3 separate regions of the Mus musculus genome follow, and all the other regions are linked to region 1. A link is a contact called in public HiChIP or PLAC-seq and Micro-C data. All regions are on one chromosome and are shown on one strand. Each heading gives the region's core, a stretch centred on a gene start, on an enhancer-like site or on the middle of the called end of the contact. The rest is flanking DNA. Distances are from core to core; before and after follow the strand shown.

Evidence for each region. A called contact is a pair of places that touch in the nucleus more often than the background predicts. HiChIP or PLAC-seq counts read pairs in DNA pulled down with a chosen protein or histone mark.
Region 2: a contact with region 1 is called in a Micro-C map of embryonic stem cells, with 3 times the contacts expected there. The contact joins the promoter of Zmym2 here to the promoter of Rnf17 in region 1. A contact is called at or near these places in 1 of 39 promoter capture datasets (hippocampal neurons), 1 of 484 Hi-C or Micro-C datasets (embryonic stem cells) and 1 of 115 datasets of contacts at active chromatin or transcription factors (epiblast stem cells).
Region 3: a contact with region 1 is called in an H3K4me3 HiChIP or PLAC-seq map of embryonic stem cells, with 4 times the contacts expected there. The contact joins the promoter of Pspc1 here to the promoter of Rnf17 in region 1. A contact is called at or near these places in 3 of 39 promoter capture datasets (embryonic stem cells and maxillary cranial neural crest), 1 of 484 Hi-C or Micro-C datasets (epidermal suprabasal cells) and 3 of 115 datasets of contacts at active chromatin or transcription factors (T-cell acute lymphoblastic leukemia and embryonic stem cells).

The regions. Positions count from the first base shown.
Region 1 is chr14:56,400,513-56,405,455 of GRCm38.p6, forward strand. It overlaps Rnf17 (ring finger protein 17), which reads left to right and starts at 2,185. Exons shown (of 37, transcript NM_001033043.1): 1 at 2,185-2,312. The coding sequence starts at 2,189.
Region 2 is chr14:56,884,736-56,889,678 of GRCm38.p6, forward strand. Zmym2 (zinc finger, MYM-type 2) reads left to right here and starts at 1,868. Exons shown (of 25, transcript NM_029498.4): 1 at 1,868-1,963; 2 at 3,060-3,122.
Region 3 is chr14:56,776,149-56,781,091 of GRCm38.p6, forward strand. It overlaps Pspc1 (paraspeckle protein 1), which reads right to left and starts at 2,170. Exons shown (of 9, transcript NM_025682.4): 1 at 1,643-2,170. The coding sequence starts at 2,011.

The DNA of each region.
Region 1 (4,943 bases), core at 935-3,434:
CTATACTACTATATAGTGTGTGTATATAGTGGCATGTACCTGTTACTCCAGCAACTCTGGAAGCTCAAATGAGAGATCACCTGAGTCCTGACGCTTGAAACCAGCCTGGGAAAGATAGATAGATTCTGACTCAAAAAGTAAAAGGCAAAATCAGACTAATACTACCTGCTGACAACCTGCAAAGCCTGAAAAGACACGAGTTGATAAAGAGGAAGGGGTGGGTACTTCAGATGAGGAAAGACGAAACTTTTTTAAAGGTAAGAGTAATCAACATGTTACATAAGATTATGGGCTTGATTAGTATTAGGAAGCAACTTAAGCTCCATCACGAGTCAGTAAAACCTATGGGTTGTGAGAATCCATCTTTCCTCCTAAAGGTAACAGGGCATAGGAATTTTTCAGTGGGAGTATGCCTTTAAACTTTTTAAAAAATCAGTCCATCATAAAATTTCTCAATTACTAATAAAGTCTGCTTATTTTCATATCTGAAAACATTGTTCACTATTTTCAAAAGGCAGTCTGAAACAAAAAGCAATACTTAAGAAATGGATGGCACACCTTTAGATTCTGAGATACGTTTACTTTTACAATGTTTCAATATACATACACCCAATTCAAGGTACAAAATAGTTTGTTTTACAAACAAAAACAAACAAACCCTATAAAAATGTCAATTTCTGTTCTAGGAGGTGTGTGCCTCTGAGCACAATTAAAAAAAAACAACCACATACAATCACATATACAATACAGAGCAGGAAAGAGAAACAATATGGATGGGCTTTATTCTTTTTTTTTTTTTTTTTTAAAGATTTATTTATTTATTTATTTATTTATTATATGTAAGTACACTGTAGCTGTCTTCAGATGCACCAGAAGAGGGCATCAGATCTCATTACGGGTGGTTGTGAGCCACCATGTGGTTGCTGGGATTTGAACTTCGGACCTTCGGAAGAGCAGTCGGGTGCTCTTACCCACTGAGCCATCTCACCAGCCCCGATGGGCTTTATTCTTAACTGCTGAGTTGGACCTGCCACCTTCAGTCGCTTCTTCTGAAATACTCCCATCACTCAGCTACTGGATTCTTTCATTCTTTGTTCACAAAGCCATTCCCATGCTTTCCTGATCAAAGGGCAAAGTGTAATATTCAGAACGCTTTAAAATTCTTCAGCCTCCACTCTCTCCCACCAAAATCCCATACGAAGGAAACTAGTATGCTCTCTGAATGATTTATAAATTAATTCCTTAGCAGCCGCTGTATCTCCCTGCTAAAAGTTTCTCCTTGAGTTCTTTCCCCCCGGGATTATTACTCTCTGTTCATTCCTATAGTACCAGTGGGGTTTTAGGGTCTAGGGAAAATCTTGCAATGTCTAGGGAGACTTTTCATACCACTCACTGTAAACCATATCGACTCCGTGTCTTCACAAAATTCTAGCTACATGTCTCTCAAACAGAAATCTATTAGTTTGCAAATTCTTTGCATCCTCGATGTCTCCCAGGATAGTGACTTGTAGATGAGGCTCAGGAGCTATTAGTAACGAGCATCCCTTTGTTTGGAATTAATTGGATCTCTCACAAGGGTAGCTAATTGACTTCTCTGCAACAGTTGATATCAAGTAATGACAGATTGCCGCCCTGACCCAAAGCAGATGGAGACGGGGCCTCCTTGGTTCTAAAGGCCTGGTACTTGAGGTCCCCCTGGCCCAGTGATGTAAGTCGTAATACACAAAATGCAAATTCGAGTTGATGAAAAGTGTAAAGTGGTGGCTCCTGGGTAAGACTTCAAAAGTAAAAAGTAAACTCGCACCCGGGCGTGTTAATCCCCAGCACTTGTGAGGCAGAGGCAGGTGGATTTCTGAGTTAGAGGCCAGACTGGTCTACAAAGTGAGTTCCAGGATAGCCAGGGCTATACAGAGAAACCCTGTCTCGAAAAAAACCAAAAAAAAAAAAAAAAAAAAAAAAAAAAAAGTAAACTCGCGGCCTCTTCTGAGAACACAGGCCTCCAGGATAAAAGCCCAGCACCGCAATGCAGCCAGAGCAACCTGGGGTTGGGGGGTGGGGAGTGAGGCGGGGCCTAGTCTTTCTGCCTCCTGATTGGCTACCTATGGTCGCCGGAGTCCTGTGATTGGTTCTTGACGCGAGGGCTGCTGGGACTTGCACGTGCTGCTGCCCCTCAGCGCTGAGAGGAGCAATGGCGGCAGAGGCTTCGTCGACCGGGCTGGCTTCCTGTCACCTAGTGGAGAGTAAGAGTGGAGCGCAGGGTGCTTCGGGGTGTCAGTGCACTCGGTGTGGAAGGAAGGTGTCCGTTGCCTCCGGTGAGGAGCCTGGGACTGGCTGGGTGGCCCCGTGGGAGGGTGTGTGACCCCGGCCTTGGCTTCGGGCTTGTGCGCGGTTGGGCCGGCCCTCCAGGGTTCTCTCCACACACCCAGGAAGATGGAGACAGAGATGTGAGGCGGGCGGTTAGCTCTGCCAAGTCTCTGGAGCGCGTTTCCCATACTTCCCTAAGTTGATAGGCTCAAGAAACAGCGGGTGAGGAAGTAGGGTACTAATTATCTGGAGTCACCCTCCTCCACCACAACATTTGAATTTATTCCTCCTTCGGTTAAAAAAAAAAAGAAGGAAGGAAGGAAAGAAAGGAATGTTTCATGATCTAGTGATCAAGAAGAAATAAAACTTGATTTTCCTGGGTAGTTTTTCAGTTTTTCTTGTAGGAATAATAAGTAAACTGAAAAGCTCTTAGATGGAAAAAAATAAAATAAAAAAGGCCCAATTTAACTTAAAGCGTTGCTGGAGAAACTATAGTTCCTTTTGTGAATCTTAGGATATTGTATTTGCCTTTGTTCACTGTGCCCTTATGGAGGTCATTTACAATCTTCAAAATGAATTTTCTTTCCTTTTGTTTATTTGGTTTGGTTTTTCGAGACAGGGTTGCTCTATGTAGCCTTGGCTGTACTGGAACTTATTCTGTAGACCAGGCTGGCATCGAACTCGGAGATCTACCTGCCTGCCTGCCTCTGCTTCCCAAATGCTGGGATTAAAGGCATGTGCCACCACTGCCCGGCTACAAAATGAATTTTTAAGTTCAGGTTATTTTAATGTAACTTGAGTACTTTAGATAATTTTAATAGGTATTCGTTATTGAATCAAAACTACTGAAATGACTAAAAAGTCTTACTCTTTTACCTGTTTAATGTTTATACTTTAAAGGGGAGGTCAGTGGGCTCTTTGAAGATGGACACCATTTGGGAGACAGACCCTTCCACAGAGAAAACTAGTTGTATTTTCAATCTCTCTGGAGGTATTTGTTTTGCAGTGCTAGGTAGTAAATCTAAATCCTTGTACATGGTAGGCAAACTAGCTGTCCTTGGTCCAACCTCCTAAGTAGTTGGAATTGCAGCCTTGTACCTTTAGGCCTGGCCTTATTTGGAGTTTAGATCACTGTTTCTGTTAGGTAGAAAATGCCCATTTTAAAATGAAAATTATTTAAAAAAAAAATAAGGTTCTTGAACATAATCTTACAAAGTCAGTGGCTTGTCTGTGCATTTATATTATAAGATTGAGTTCATGCTTTGTAAGCTAAAGTGTGCTACAGGTCAGCTTGTACAATATCAGAAATTTTATTAAAACAGTTGAAATTTTTTTTATTGACTTAGTAATATTAGCCCTGAAATTTAACCAAATTTGTATCAAATTTCAGCTTGCCAAAAAATTAAAATATTCTTCTAAAAAGTTAAATTAATGAAATTATTATAATTTAGCAAGAATCCTATAGATGTGTTCTAGCAAAACATTACTAACTTTAGTTTTCTTTTAAAAAAACAACAACAACAACTTTGTTTTGGTGTATAAGAGTGTTTTGCCTGCATGTATATCTGTGTACCCCATGTGTGCCTGGTGCCTGAGGAAAAAGCTGCCACCTGTTTGTAACCTTATGAGGAGGCAGAAACTGATAACTCTCTTGGGTTTACTTGCCAGCCATCCTAGCCTATTTGACATGTTCCAGGCCAGTGGATGACCCTCAAAAAACAAAGTGGACTACTTCTGAGGATCAGAACTCAAGGTTGTTCCTGTAGCCTCTACATGTACACACATGTGAATATTCACACACACACTAACAAAATAATAAGATAGCATTCTATTTTAAATTTATATAATTTTTAAAAGTTTATTAAGCTTCAAAGTCTACCTAGTACATTTAAATATTTTTAAAAATATTTAATATATTTTGTGCATGTGTGTGTGTGTATGTATGTATGTTGATACATACATATATGCATTTGAAAGCCATAAGAAAACTTGCAGGAGTCAATATTATTCTTGTGTTTTGTAGGTTCTGGGAATAAAAGTCAGGTCACCAGGCTTAGCAGCAAACACTCTTACCCAGTGAGCCATCTTGCTGGGTCACATTCAAATCTTGATACTATATTTTCACCCAAGGTTATGGTACTCTTCACAAATGCTAGGTTTGCAAAAATAATCTGAATGTAGGTCATAACATGTGGTTTCTACCCTGTTTTCCATCCTTGCTAACATCTTAGATTACTCTGAGAAAATTCTTACCAGTGTTTCATTTCAGCCTAACCCTCTCATAAGATAGAAAATACAGGGTAGTATTGTCAAACAGAATGGAGATGATATTTGGAAACAGAAAGTTGGAGTCTGGATTAAACATTTTAAATAGTCAAATTACCAGCATATTTTCCTACTTGTAGATTAGACACAATATTTGCAGCCAATTAGACATATTTACAAAGGTCAAATGAAATATGTCAGAGCACTTTGTATCATTGTAAAATAGGGCAGATTTACAGTTGTATAGGTTCAAAACTGTCTGGATTCATGCAAACATTATATAGCTCTGCATGATTTTGCTTCCTGATTTTTCTCCCTCCTTTTGACCTCCTAAATGTTAAATAAATCAGCCAATCTAACTGAACTAGGGATCA
Region 2 (4,943 bases), core at 618-3,117, 480 kb after region 1:
AGTCAAATGGTATTGTGAAATATGAAATTTAAGAATGTTTTAGTGTATTGAAAAAAATAATTTTTTTACAAAAGTTTTCTGAAAAATACTTTTTGAAAAGCTGATTCATATGTATTGTAGTTTTTTTTTTTTAAAGATTTATTTATTTATTATATGTAAGTACACTGTAGCTGTCTTCAGACACTCCAGAAGAGGGCATCAGATCTTGTTACAGATGGTTGTGAGCCACCATGTGGTTGCTGGGATTTGAACTCCGGACCTTCGGAAGAGCAGTCAGGTGCTCTTACCCACTGAGCCATCTCACCAGCCCTATTGTAGTTTTTTTGTCTTCAAATGGTAAAGAAGAGCAATGTATGTATGGAATTTAAATGAGGGTGAAAGCACTTTTTTTTAAAATTGAAAATGATTGTTTCTACCAGGTTGTCCTTTGTAAATGGTATCCACTGCAGTCTACATATTAGCCTGAGACCTTAATCAATAATTCACTTCATTAAAAATTTCATGTTCATTATCATCTTGGAGAGCTTTACAATGTAACGCCATATGACTCATTAATAGGCGGTATTGTCAATTCGGAAATTCAGAGATCTAATTGAATCCATCCATTTGGTTGAGGAAGTAACCAACATCAGTTGTAATCCCGCTAACAACCACCAGGGCGAGGTGCATTTCTTAGGTTACAGGGAGTCCTGGAAATCCAGCACCAAGTCTTCTGCCAAAGACGTGGGTGTAGACGAGGAACAAAAGACCCTCGTGCCGCCCTCCAGCGGCTCCGCTCCGAATGCGCCCGGTGGGACTCCTATGAGAGGGTCACTGCCCACGGAGCCAGGACTGAAGCGAAGGGCACGCGATGGCCCGAGGCCCCGCCAACGTGGAGGACAGGCGCTGGGCAGGCCGGAGAGCGCGTGCTCGGCCAGGCACCGACGGCCGAGGCCAGACAGCCCAGGTCCCAGGGGCGCGAGCCCGCTAAGGGAGCCCGGGGCTCCATCTTGCCCGGCGGCAGTCTGGGGTCACCACTGTCGTGTGGCCCCGCCGCAATCTCGGCGCGCAAACTCTTGGCGGCCGAGGACAAGGCCTATGGTAGAGCGCGATCGGACTCGTTCCGGGCCAAGTTTCTCGTCCCCACGGGTTCGGTTCTGATGGGCCCCAAGTTCTCCCAACAGATCCCACAAAATGGAGGCCGACGTCTCCTCCCGCCGCAGCCATGGCGGAGGTGGGACACCCTTCCCACGGGCCAGGCAAGGTGGAAGCGCCTGCACGGCCGCCAGCGCACCAGTCCCCTTGCGGCCGCAGCCGGGCTCGCCCCCTCGGTCCGCCGCAGGCACTGCCGGGCTCGCCAGTCGCCCGGGTCTTGGGGGCCTGGACAGGGAGGACACCGGGACATCGAGGCCGCGTTTCTCCTCGAGCAGAGTCGCAAAGGGCCGCGGCGACCGTCTGGAGGCCGAGACCCAGTGTCCCGATCCCGGGCCCACGGGAAGCCTCGACGAAGACCGCCCGCCCCCAGGGCCGAAGCGCGAGCCGAACTGCGGGCAGCGCCACTCGGGCTCCTGACCCGGGCGGACCCCGCGAGTGGGGGCGGGGCGGGGGCACGGAGGGAGGGAGGGAGGGAAAGAGGGAGGGAGGGAGGGCCGGCCCAGCCCGCGGGGGGGGGGGGGCCGGTAGGCCCGAGGGCGTGGCCCAGGTCTGACGGACAGCCGCCGTGACTACCTCACCGAGGAGGGTCCTGAAAGAAGGCCGACTGGGCCAATGGAGCCTGCCCGAGGCATTCCGTGCCGCCCACGCCATCAGCCAATGAGCGTGCGGAGGGCGGGGCCTCTCCGGGCCCCGCCGTGCCACCGCCTCCTCTGCCTCCTCCTCACCAGCGCTAAAGCCGGGACTGGACCGAGCGGAGTTGTGCGTGTCGCCGAAGGGGGGTGGGCCGGGGGAGGGGAGGTTCGTTCCGCGGAGCTGCAGCCAGAACCCGGTGAGGCTTCTCCCCGCCGTCTTTCCTGTCGAGGGCCGCGGAGAGTGGGGGTGGCTGGGAGCAGCGCAGCCTCGGGAGGAGGAGGCGGAGGCGGGGGCGACTGGGGAGGCGGAGATGGGTGAGGGCAGCGTCGGGAGCCTCCCACCGAGCCGGGCTTAACAGCCCGCGGCGGCCGGTGTCGCGGCTGCTGCGTCGGGGCCTGAGGGTGCGCTGGGGGCCGCGCTGATGTCCAGGGCGGCTTCGCGTGCGGCCCGAGGGGTGAGGGAGCGCGGGCGCGGCAGGGCTGGCTGGGTGAGGCGGTCGCCGGGGGCGGGGGGCGCGGGGGCCTCGAGGTGCGGGCGGCAGCGGCCGGAGGTCGTGGGGTGTTTTCCTTTCTGTGCTGCGGGCGGCCGGGCGGGCCGGGGAGGGGCCCTTTGGCCCTCCCGCCTGGGGGCTGCACTCCCACCCTGTCTGTCCAACCGAGACCCCAAGTTTTCGATGGCAAGGGGTGCCTTTTGAGTCTTGCGGCGTCCTCTTCGTCGCTGGTCTCCTCCCCGGCGCTGTGCTGCGCGGCTCTTGCTCCTCACGTATTGTTTGGCTGGGTCTCTAATGGCGGACGGGGAGGCAGCGCTGCCGGTCTCGGACTGCAGGGGGGGCAAACCTCGGGCCCAGGGCAACTGCTTGGGGCAAATATGGGCAATATCAGCCCATCGTTGACATAAACTGGTTTTTACCTGTAAATTGGTGCTGAGTTTGACTGGAATAACCGTGGTGGTAATACTTGCGAGGGAGTGCAAGTCCCTTGCTGGCGTCGGGGCAATGTTTGCCCTTCCCCCTCCCTACCCCATAGCAGGCTTGGTGCCCTCAGGTCCCTTTCCCTGCAGATTGAGGCTTACACATGGGCTTTGGCTCCAAATAAAATATTTCACTCCACTTGGGTAGTAAGTAGTAGGCTGTTTTGCGTGGGCTTTGGGGTAATAATAGAAGGGCCAAACCTCCTTGACCCCTTAGTCCCTTCTCTGCCTCCTCCTGGTGAAATCGGCTTGGTGCTCCTACCAGATTGGGTGTTCATCCATTTCTCTCCCCCCCCCCTTTTTTTTTTTCTCTTTTATCCCAGGACCAGAAATTTCGTTCAACCCTATCTGGTGCATCTTTGGCAGAAAGTGAGGAAAACACCATTGTGAGTCCTTTTCTTCTAATTTGCTTATTAACAGAGGACGTGGTTGGATTATAGGGGTTCAGCTATAGGATTTGGCCCTCCTGGTTGTTCTTAAGGGGAGGAGCCTTCTCTTGGGTGGCAGCTGCTGTCGGGGAGAAACTCCAGTGATGCCTGGTGAGGCAGCTGGGAGTGGGCGCTGCTGTTTGCACCGCTGCAGACATCGCTTCTGCTGCTGCAATACCAACCTCAGCAACCAGACGACGGGCTTCTGCAGCTGCTCACGTTACCGGTGGGGAGGAGGGGTGTTGGGAAGGAGGGCATATTTCTGGTGCCCTCTAGAGTTACAGAGTGGGAATTAATGTTATTTGGTTTGAAGTGCATGCAACCATTTTTGACATTTTTCTTGTCATCATGGTTAATGGACCTCTGGTAATGGACAACTATGGAGAGCTGCTTAACTTTTTATGCCTGGTCTGAGTGACAGAATTTGACCATGAAGGTGGACGTGTTTCTAGATCTTTCATGTTCTTTGCATCTGTTGTTTTCATCTTACCAAGTAGATGCTGCTTAGACCTGTGCAGTCCTCTACTTAGTCTTTCATCTCTGGTGTTGACCAGTTCTCTATTATGTCACGCTTTTTATGGATTTCTAAAAATTTTTATAGTGTGTGAGTGCATGGTGTGTTTGTGTTGGTGCACATGCCAGAGCACCAGTGTGTAGGTCAGGACAACTTTTGGAGTTGGTTCTACCCTTCACTGTCTAATTGGTTCAGTGAATCCAAGCCAGGTTGTTAGGCTCATGTAGCAGGCCCCTCTATCCATTCAGCCATCTTGCAGGCCCTATCACTTATTTTGAGATGGCATCTAATGTATCCCAGGTTGACCTTGAACTTTTGTTGCGTAGCCTAGAATGACTTTGAACTTGTGATCCCTCAGTCTCAACTTCCCAAGTGCTATGACTTGTGTCCTCTTGTTATATTTATGTGGTGCTGGGAATCAAACCCAGCTTCCTGCACGCTAGCAAGCACCTCACCAACTATGCTACAGTTCTAGCCCCAAATATTACTCTTGAGCCCAGTACAGCTCCTGTTGTTACTTGTATACTTTTAAAGGTGTGTTATAAGTATAGATGCTTATGGTTACTTTGGATTTATTTATTTTGGTTTTTTGGGACAGGGTTTCTCTGTGTAGCCCTGGCTGTCTTGGAACTCACTCTGTAGACCAGGCTGGCCTCAAACTCAGAAATCTGCCTGCCTCTGCCTCTGGAGTGCTGGGATTAAAGGCGTGCGCCACCACGCCCGGCTTGGATTTATTTTTAATGTGTATGATTGTTTTACCTGTTTGAATGTATGTGTGACATACATGTACTTTGTGGCCAAGGATGTCAGAAAAAGGTATTGGCTGTTGTGAGCCACTATGTGGGTACTGGAAACTGTACTTTATAACTGCTGAGCCATCTCTCCAACCCATTGTTAAACGTTTTAAACTTGTATTAAGTAATTTAATCCACAGGAGAACTTGGTAGTATAGCTAATAATATTTTCCCCTTCTGAACACTGTCTTTACTCTGAATTTGCAGAGGAGGGAGTAGGCGTAGAAGGATCCTGGGAAGGACCCAGTGAAGCAGGTTCTGAACACAAAGCAGTGTGGCGACAGAGCCCACCATCAGCAGCTGGACTGGACTGGATTCTCATGTCGGAGATCTCAAACTTAAACTGAGTCAGAATAACCTTTTCTTGCTTGGAAGTGGAAACATAAAAAGTGCTTGAATCCTGTTCAGTTCTTTTAAAAAAAAAAATAGAAAATGCTAGATGGTGGTGGTGCCCACCTTTAATCCCAGCAC
Region 3 (4,943 bases), core at 920-3,419, 380 kb after region 1:
TTTCTGGGGTGCCTGAAGACAGCTACAGTGTACTTACATATAATAAATAAACCTTTAAAAGAAAAAGTGCTTCTAGAGGAGTACTGGTTACAACTCTAATCTCAACACTATGAAGGCTGGCTATGCACCCACCCTGTCTCCCTTAAAAAGGGGAGTTGGGAAATCTCTAGAAATACAAACCAGGCAAAATTCATATCAGTTTTAAAGCCATTCTACTATCTACTTATTAAGTCACTGTATATCAATATTTATAATCACACATACTATACAATTATATGTATTTCCAATTGAAACATAGACTTAAGCAATACTTAGAATTTATAAATTTACCTGCTATGCACAGAATTCAGATTATACTGTAAAATTACTTAAGAAGATTAATTTCTGTAAGTTAACTAGTTTCCAATTAACAGGTCTTTTTATTCCTACACAAAAAAACTCTGGGTGCCAGATTTAGAGGAACACATCTTCCGTCATACCCCCATCCTGCTTTTCAGACAGAGTCTCTCTATTTAGTCCTGGCTGTCTTGAAACTTGCTATGCAGTCCAAACTGACCTGGAACTCACAAGAGATCATCCCACCTCTGCCTCCTCAGAGCTAGGATTAAAAGTGTGTGCCACTGGGCTGGAGATGGCTCAGAGGTTAAGAGCACCGACTGCTGCCGGGCGGTGGTGGCGCACCCCTTTAATCCCAGCACCCAGGAGGCAGAGGCAGGTGGATTTCTGAGTTCGAGGCCAGCCTGGTCTACAAAGTGAGTTCCAGGACAGCCAGGGCTACAGAGAAACTCTGTCTTGAAAAACCAAAAAAAAAAAAAAAAAAAAAAAAAGAAGTATGCGACTTGCAATTAACATATCAGGCATAAGCTTGGTGGTGGTAGCGCAGGTGCGCCTTTAATGTCAGAGCTCGGCTGGGACAAGCAGATCTGAGTCTGAGGCCAGCCTAGTTTACAGAGTGAGAGTTCCATGACAGCCAGGGCTATATAGAGAAACCCTGTCTGGAAAAACCAAAAATAAATGAATGAATGAATGAATGAATAGTGCTTCAAGCCGACAAACTAGGCATTTTTTTTTTTTACCTAATTGGATTTTTTTTCTTTACTTAAATTTAAGAGGGTATAGGATAATATTTTAATGCTAGGATAAGTCAAATACACGGTAGCACCCACCCTTGGCCCCAATTACTCTCAGGAGTTTGCAGACCTGGATGGCTTAGCGTAGACAGCACGCAATGCAGAGACAGAAGGCGAATACTTGCTAGGATGCAGAAGAAACCCCGGGCCTTGAGCATGCTAATGCTGGGCCAGGTTCTGCCACAGAGCTACACCACTCGACACATCCCCTTGAAAGCAAAAGGAAGCTGTGGATCATTCTGGTGAGGGAACAAATCCGCTGCTGAAATTCCTCAAGTTCATCCCCAATTCACCTCCGTGACAACAAAATTTGTCGCGCAAGACCGTCCACCCAGACGCCGCTGGTCCTCCTTGACCCCGCCCCCTGCGATAGCAGCGCGCTCCCGAAGTGAGCCCCGGGCGACCGGCGACCAGCAGGACAGAAGCCCTGCGGCGCCCTCACGCCAAACCGCAGCCCCCGCAGCTTTTTTTTGTTGTTGTTGTTGTTTCCTCGCGCCCCGCCGCAGACTCACCAGGCGGATGAAGCCGAAGCCTCGGTCGCGGTTGATGAAGACCTCGCTGGGCTCTCCGTAGCGCTCAAAGAGGCGCTTGAAGTCCTCCTCCGTGATGTCTGTGGGCAGGTTACCCACGAAGAGGCGGCAGCGCTGCGTGTACGTCTTCTCGCCCGGCTTGAGGAAACTCTTGATGTCGATGGTGAAGCCCAATTCCTCGTCCGGGTGCTCCTCGGAAGGTGCGGGTGGCGGCGCCTGCTCGCCGGCCAGCGTCAGCGCCATGGCCGCCGCGGCCACCGGTTCGCTCTCTCCGGCCGCCGACTCCAGGGCGCGAAGACGAGCCGGGTTTTTCTCAATACGTACTTGCTTCAGGTTTCCTCTTAACATCATCTTAGCAAGTTCGCTTGGGATGCTGGATGAGGCCTAGACGTCAAGGTACACACGTCTCCACATGTATCTATGGAAACGAAGCAAGGAAAGCCAGGTAACGGAGGGAAGCCCAGCCTCCCCGCAATCACGCCCGCGGTGGCCGAACGCTCAAAATGGCGCTGCTTCAAACTGCAGTTGGAAGAAGAGACGCGGGCAAGAGTCCCGCCCCTCCACGGCGCGCCTGCGCAAATCCCATACCCGCGAACCGTTTGCTAGCATGGCGCGTGCGCAAACTGTGGCGAGCCTTAGAGTCCACTCCTAGGGACATCGCAACCTAAGATAGTGCAGACTATTGGAGGAGGGGGTTGTTTTGTTTTCTTGCTCTATGCAACTGGAAGAGTATGGACATGTATATCCGAGGCTGACCTTAGCTTTCGACCCTCCGGACTCAGCCCTGGGACACCTAGGTCAGACACTACAAGTGAAGTGTTAGTACCAGTACACTCCATCCTGGCCTAACTATATAACCCTTGACCTGCGTTGCCAGGACAACGACCCTCAATCCCACAATCCACTTGGCTCAGTTCCCACCCTCACTGGTGTGACGTCATTTTCCGTATAAATGGGGGGGGGGAAGGAATTACCACCACCCTTCTCTTTCTCTCACCCCTCTTTCTTTTTCCTTTTCTCTGCCCTTCTACCCGCTTCGCCGCCCCCCTATCCCTACACAATAAACCTCTCCCACGTGGAACCACCTTGGCCTGGTCTGCTGTCTGGTCTATCTGCTCAAAATATATGTAGATTAATATTATCTGATATTAATTAACATATCATGAGGAACAAAGTATATGTGTACAATACGGTGTGAAAATACAATAATTTAGGGAATGTATTTGCCCTTTTAAATATTACGGCAACTATCATTGAATGGAAAAAGAAAAACTTGCATGTTATCGGCACTGGGTAGACAGGGAGGAAGATAGGCAGTTCAAGGTCAGCCTGGGCTACACAGCAAAGTGATATTAATAGAAAAAATGCTTCCTTTCATTTTTCTTGAGACAGGGTTTCTTTGTATAGCCCTAGCTGTCCTGGAACTCAGAGATCCACCCACCTGTGCTGGGATTAAAGGCATGAGCATATTTATACACAGCACTTAATAAAACAAATTTTCGAGGCAATTAAAAACACCTTTTAACAGGTATGGTAGCTTACACCTGTAATCCTAGCTAGCATTTGGGAAGCCAGAAAAAAACTAACAAAAATAATAAAGCTCTTAAAAATCATATTTCCTGATTAAGCAATCCAATGTTGGTTTTTTTCAGTGCTGGGAAATGAACTCGAGCTTTGCACACACCAGTGCTGAGCCCCACAGCCTCACAATCCAAGTTTCTGAAACAATCATGATTTTGCTTGGTTTAGTCTATATAGCCCAGGCAGTCCTGGAACTCTCTACCTAGACAAAGCTGGCCTTGAACTCACAGAGATCCTCCTGCCTGTGTTATCTTTGCCCCACTGCCTCTGCCTCCCAAGAGCTGTGTTTAAAGGTTCACACCACCCTGACTGTGTTGTGGATTATTAACTTCAGAGTAGAATTTCCTGGAATAGATTATAAAATTAATACAGACAGACCATGAACTCCTATGGACCAGACACCAGGCTTAAGTATCACAAACTTACTCTGTAAGGATTCAGGTAGGAAAAAGTTTAAGAAGTGTGGGCAATTCTGAACCTCTCACCTCAATCCCCTCCCATACAAATCCCAGCATATACAAGGTGTATCTTCAAAGACCACAAAAAGTAATTAAACTCACATACCACTCTACAAGGTGTTCATCAGTTTCTCATGAAAGTAGACTTTTTTTTTTCTTAACAATATGAAACTCGGGAGCTAGAGCGATGGCTCAACTCTTAAGGCACCAGTTGTTCTTGCAGAGGACCTGACATTCAACTCCCACAGGGCTGCTCCCAACCCAGTTGTATGGATCTGACTGATACCCTCTTCAGGCCTTGGGCACGTGACACACACATGACACACACATACAGGCAAAACACTCATACTTACAAAGTAACTGCTTGTTTTGTTTTTTGTTTTTCAAGACAGGGTTTCTCTGTGTGGCCCTGGATGTCCTGGAATTCACTCTGTAGACCAAACTAACCTCGAACTCAGAAATCTGCCTTCCTCAGCCTCCCAAATGCTGGGATTAAAGGCGTGCGCCGCCACCACCACCCGGCATGAAAACTATTCTTAAGTGTTAAAGTCAAATAAAAGTAATGTTCACACAGTCTTTTACAAAAATCTTCCCAGGAGCTTTGTTTGTGACCAGATCTCCTAGACTTTAGGCCGGCTCACTATAGAGCTGATGCTGGCCTTGAAATTATGATGCTGTGCCTTCATTCAAGTGCTGGGATCATGAATATGTATCACCAGACCTAGCTACAGAAGCTGAAGAGATGCTGCACTTGCTGGAACTCCCTCTGCAGACCAGACTGGCCTCAAATTCAGAGATCCACCTGCCTCTGCCACTGCCTCTGCAAGTGCTGGGTTTAAAGGCATGTTTCTTTTTTCTTTTCTTTTTTTTTTTTTTTTTTTTTTTTGGTTTTTCAAGACAGCGTTTCTCTGTATAGCCCTGGTTGTCCTGGAACTCACTTTGTAGACTAGGCTGGCCTTGAACTCAGAAATCCGCCAGCCTCTGCCTCCCAAGTACTGGGATTAAAGGCCTGTGCCACCATACCCAGCTCTCTTTTTTCTTTTTTCTTTTTCTTTCTTTTTTTTTTTTTTTAAGATTTATTTTATGTGTATGAGTACACTGTAGCTGTTTTCAGACACACCAGAGGGCATTGGATCCCATTACAGATAGTTGTGAGCCACCATGTGGTTGCTGAGAATTGAGCTCAGGACCTCTGGAAGAGCAGTCAGTGCTCTTAACCGCTGAGCCATCTCTCCAGCCCCTAA